Regions from separate parts of the Mus musculus genome. Here region 2 is linked to region 1. The links are chromatin contacts, called in public promoter capture Hi-C maps. All regions are on one chromosome and are shown on one strand. Each heading gives the region's core, a stretch centred on a gene start, on an enhancer-like site or on the middle of the called end of the contact. The rest is flanking DNA. Distances are from core to core; before and after follow the strand shown.

Region 1 (2,700 bases), core at 133-2,632:
AGCAAGGTCCGGGTTCAGGAGACTGCTCAGTTAGTAAAGTACTGGCTGTGCAAACATGAGGACCTGAGTTCAAATCCCTGATGCCCAAATAAAAAACAGTATGCGGCAGCATGTCGATAATACCAGTGCTGGGAAGACAGGGGGATCCCAAGCTCCCAGCCCAGCCTGCATAGCTGAGGTGAGCTTCAGGTTCAGTGTGAGACCCTGGCAGGATTAACATAGTTAACTTCTGATGACCTGTCGGCTATATACAATAATGAACAGCTGGCCTTTGGATTTCCCAAGGCATCTCCCATCCCGATACAGCTCCCATGTCTTCCAGCCACTGGGCTAAAAATCAGTTGAAATTACTGGCTTCTCAGTATTTCATAGTTCTGTGCAAGGTTATGACATCAGTGACATTGAACCCTACAACCCTTTCCCTACATGGTCTTATTTAATATGCACTACATCCTGGGAATTAGTGATCACTGGTCATTATTGATAACCCAGGCAGTCTGACTTCTAGGTGTGCATTTGGAATCTGTTTTTCTGCCTCAGTAGCAGTTTCCTTACTTTATGCATTTTTTTAAAAAAAAGAACCAGAAGAAAGGTTTACATGCAAGGTTCTGAAGTAGCATCGAGGAAGAGATAGTGTCACTATTTCTTGCAGAAGACAACTAGTTGTCACCACCCCAACAAGGGTCATTTAAAGACAAACCTGGGATCTGTGTATATAATTGAGCAAATGAATGGCCAGATAAATAATGCAGTGTCTTACAAGCTGATGTGAAAACGTGGAGATTCGTCGTGCTTATCAGACATGGTTAGCTCACTTAATGTCTGTGCACTTTGCTTCTGGGGAAATTGGGTAAACCATTTGCCTAGTTTGAAAGGCTCAGGTTATACTCCAGCACTTGTGGCTTTTGCCAAGGTCTTAAGTTACACTTTCCACACTGTCTCTGATATCTGCTTGACTACGTAGATAGTGGGAGTTTGTGATTTCATCTTCCTTCTGTGATGATCCAGAGAAATTTATGAGTCTAGTAAGTTTTTTCTCCGGACGAAAAGTTGCAGGAGCAAGATGTTGGCGACAGTCATTCTAATAAGGTGTGGAAACTGGATGCTGGGGATTTGAGTAAGAGAGCAAATTCTGCTTTGTGTATCCAGAGTGGGGCCTGAAGCGATACAAGCAAGCTCCCAGGTGGTGCTGATGTTGTAGATCAGCGGGCCACACTAAGCACCCAGGGACCAGAAAGGTCAAATCTGGAGGCGACTGGGCGATGGGGAGAATAGAAAGAAGGACGCGAAGAAGGAGCGTCAGGCGAGGAGGGGGTGATGCTGAGCGGACGGGGGCAGGCTGCGGGGCTGGAGCGAGGATGCGCAGAGCGAGGCAGGGAGGCGGCGGGTGCGGGCGCTCCGCGGCTGCGCGGCGCGTGCTGGCGGCGGCTCGGTCCCGGCCCGCGCCCGCGGGGTCCCCGCTGCGGCCGGAGCGGCCTGGCTGCGGGATCCGTGCGCAGCGATGGCGGGGCAACCCCTGCGGCGCCCGGCCTGGGTACCACTGCTCCTGCGACTGCTGCTGGCGGGGATCGCTGCCTGCGATGCCAGCCCCGCGGACGACAGCGCGGGCCCGGGGGGCCGGGGACCCCGGGGACGCGCGCGAGGGGACGCGGGCGCGGACGAGGCAGTGCCGCGCCACGACTCCTCCTACGGCACCTTCGCCAGCGAGTTCTACGACCTGCGCTACCTGTCAGAGGAGGGTGAGGCTACCAGAGGGTGAGGGGCGACCTGGGGGTGGGAGGTTGAGGGGCGCAGGAAGGGTCCGCAAAGGTGTCAGTGGAGGCAGATGGGCACAGATGAGACTAGAGTAGGGAGCCCGGCTCTCTGACCCAGCCTGTAGGAGGGAAGTCTGGAGGAGCTGTCAGCGCCCGCTCCCCTCTTTACACGTGGGGAGACTAGGGCCGGGAGAGTCAGTCTCAAGTCTTGCGAGGCTGTGGATAGAAGGTGCTAAGCTTATGCTCCCCTAGTTCTCAGCGTCTGGCCTCCTCCATTCTCCTGCAATGGAGGAGGCGCCATCTGGACTAGAATTCCGGAGCCCAGGGCAGCAGGCGGGAAGCAGAAAACCCAACTTAGAGACAACCGTTGCACAATTACCTCCTGGTAGGTCTGGAATAACCTAAATTTACAGGTACTGTCGCTCCATCTTTCATTGCCCAGGCGCCAGAGATGGGTCATAGCTCCCTCCCCAGTCCACCCCACATCTGCTGCTACCACACTTGTAGTCTCCTAGTGTGAGCCACCATTGTTGGGACCATCTGGGCCCAGAGACTGAGATTTCTTCGCCAGCTTCCCTGAGGAGCTGTTTCAAAGAGTACAAAAGGCAAAGCCATTCTGATAAAAGGAATGGAAACTGGTCTCTTACTTCCGCAGCTTTCGGAAAGCTTGGCAAAGAGGAGCCAAGAATCAAGCTGAGGGTTGAAATGAGGTTATCTGTTCGTGGATATATCTCTTAATGAGGATGAGGTTCAGCTATACGCAGCATACAAATGTTAATATCATCAATAAGATAGGATTTTCTCTCTCACACAAGGAAATCTAGAAGCCCCACAATCCAAAGCTGGCATGAAGTCTCCAGTCTTAGGGACCTTTTGCTCCTTCGTAATTCTCAGCTTATAGCTTAATGACCCCAAGTAGCTGCTTGAACCCCACTCACTACCTTCA
Region 2 (2,700 bases), core at 180-2,679, 370 kb before region 1:
TAAGTATGATCCAAAAGTGATCCCCAGAGCCACACTGTGGAAGAAATGAACTGAAGAACTGATTCCTGCAAACTGTCCTCTGACCTACACACACACACACACACACACACACACACACACACACATACACACATACACACACACACATACACACATACACACACACCACACACACACACTACACACACACACACATACACACACACTACACACACACATACACACACACACACACACACTACACACACACATACACACATACACACACACTACACACACACATACACACATACACACACACATATACACACACACATACACACACACACATACACACACACATATACACACACACATACACACACATATACACACACACATACTCATACACACATACACACACATACACACACACATATACACACAAACACATACATACATACACACACACACACACTACACAATACATACTGCACACTATCAATTGATGTAATAAAAAAAATTAAGATCTTCTGAGAAAAAAGAAACAAGCTTGTCTCTCACCCCAAATGTACAGAAATAAACCTAATGTCTACTATGAATACCCAGCTGAGTCCACACAGCTACTATGGAGCCCAGTGTAAAATAGAGCCCAGTGTAACTTTCTTCCCTGACAGTCTGTGACTGGTTGCAAGGTTTGGAGGAAATGCAGCTATGTCACAGCTGTCGTCGTTTCTCCAGGGATAGACTGAGGTCTTTATTAAAGCTGGCATGCCCTACAGGCTACCAGGAAAGTCAAGTTCCTCAGAGAGAGCTCCCCAGAACAGGGTTTCTCAGAAGGAGTTCAGCCACCCCGAGAAGCAGGTAGAGAGGAGTAGCTGGGAGTCTGTGGGGCAGATGTCCCAGGATCACCCAGTGTGTCCTGAAACAGACCACAACAATGCTTTAACTGCCCTGAAAGACCACAGGCACATATACCAGATCAGAGGCCAGCCAGACTTAATGTTTCAGGAGACTAGCTAGAAGGAACAGAAAGATTATTCATTTCATTGCTAAGTATGTTCTCTGTTTATAAGTGTGGTGTGGTGTGTGTGTGTGTGTGTGTGTATCAAAAAGCACATGGGTACTAAAACTAAAGAGTGGGTAGAAAAGTAATTAAGGATGCAGAGAATCTTTTAGGATGCTAAAAACAGTCCTTAAATTGATCATATAGATGATATAAAGATAGAAGATACATAAGTATATCAAAACCCACCAAATGCATGTATAAATGGGTGTGCTTTCATACATGTTATACTTCACATATTTATCACAGAAGCATGTCTATAGGGATTTCTAGTGAAAAAAAAATTCCCTTGGAGGGTTCATACAGTTGCTGTCCGTTGGCACTGGACCATAGAATGTGATGGCATCACCAGTGATGTCAGAGAAGCCTTTTGGCTGGACTCTAGTGACAGTTTGACTCCTCAACAGTCATACTGGTGGCAGGAGCACAGAGCAGTGCCTCTTGATTGCTGGTTCAGGGGGAATGACCCCAAGCATTTGAGGAGAGGAGAGCCTGTGGTCAGCTGTTTCGTTTTGGGGTTCTTCCTGGCCCTTAGAAGACCGAGATGTGCCCGACTGCACAGAAGACGAAGTTGAAGTCACTCTTCTAGAAACTGCCTGGTGCAGATGCCATGGTGACAGATATGAAAAGGATGGGCCTTTGGTAAGAATATAGCCTCTTCCAGGCAGAGGCTCTGATCTAGCAGCTAAATCCAGCTAGAAGTGAGGACTCAGGCCATACAGGTAGAAAAGAACCTGGGTACAGGAGAGGTTTGTAGGTCCTGGCCACCTTCTGATACCTATGACCACAGGAGATTAGAAAAGTTGCCTCAGAATCAAACTCCCTTTCCTAAGGAGGAAAGGGAATCCTGAGCATTGATGATGAAAATTTTCAAACAAAACCTGAGTTCAAATTTTTTTTTCTCTTCTATTTATTAGCCAGGTCAAGGTCAAGGAGGGCTTAAAGCTTGTTTGGGGCCTCCATTTCTTTGTCTGTTAAAATAGGTACAGTGGCCCCTGTGTTACGGGGTTGGCTGGAGAGTTACATAAGACAGTTCTACCACCTCCTGGATGTTCTCAGAGGGAGCACACACTGTACCCCGCCGGGCCTCACTCTGGCCTTTGCTTTTAAGAGAGTGCATTGCGATGTGCATTCTGGCCTCGTACTACCTTGTCTGTGATGTAACTGAAGGAACAGACAGAGTAGTTTTCTTACTCTGCAGCTGGAGGGAGGAGTGGGGCAGCCTGCTGTAGTAATAGTGCTGGTGACTTTCTAACCTACCTTTGTGTGGGTTTGCCTGTACATTTGTGCACATATACATGTGTGCAGGTCTGTGTGTGTACCAGAGGCTACCCTTAGGTGTTCTTCCTCAGGACTCTTGTATACCTTGTTCATTTGTTTGAGAAATAAGCTAGGACCTGCCCGCCTCTACCTCCCTGGTACTAGGATTGCAAGGAAGTACCACTATACCTGGCTTTTACGTTTTGGTTTCTCGTTTGGTTGACTGGTTTGGTTTGGGGTTTTAACTTAGGTTCTGGGGGCTAAACTCTGGTCCTTGTGTTCACCGGCTGAGCCATCTCCCCAGCCTCCGTACCACTCTCTTCAGAAGCAGCCAAGAGGAGGGACACGAGGCAACAATTTTCTCCACAACCAACACCCACTAGAGGACTGTAGAG

What was found. Promoter capture Hi-C pulls out the DNA fragments that hold promoters and counts their contacts.
Region 2: a contact with region 1 is called in a promoter capture Hi-C map of liver, with 5 times the contacts expected there. The contact joins the promoter of 1700042G15Rik here to the promoter of Frrs1l in region 1. A contact is called at or near these places in 4 of 39 promoter capture datasets (the SN4741 cell line, liver and stem cell-derived epiblast-like cells) and 1 of 9 other capture datasets (embryonic stem cells).

Annotation. Positions count from the first base shown.
Region 1 is chr4:56,989,073-56,991,772 of GRCm38.p6, reverse strand. Frrs1l (ferric-chelate reductase 1 like) reads left to right here and starts at 1,382. Exons shown (of 5, transcript NM_001142965.1): 1 at 1,382-1,739. The coding sequence starts at 1,502.
Region 2 is chr4:57,363,021-57,365,720 of GRCm38.p6, reverse strand. It overlaps 1700042G15Rik (RIKEN cDNA 1700042G15 gene), which reads left to right and starts at 1,429. Exons shown (of 3, transcript NR_038179.1): 1 at 1,429-1,687.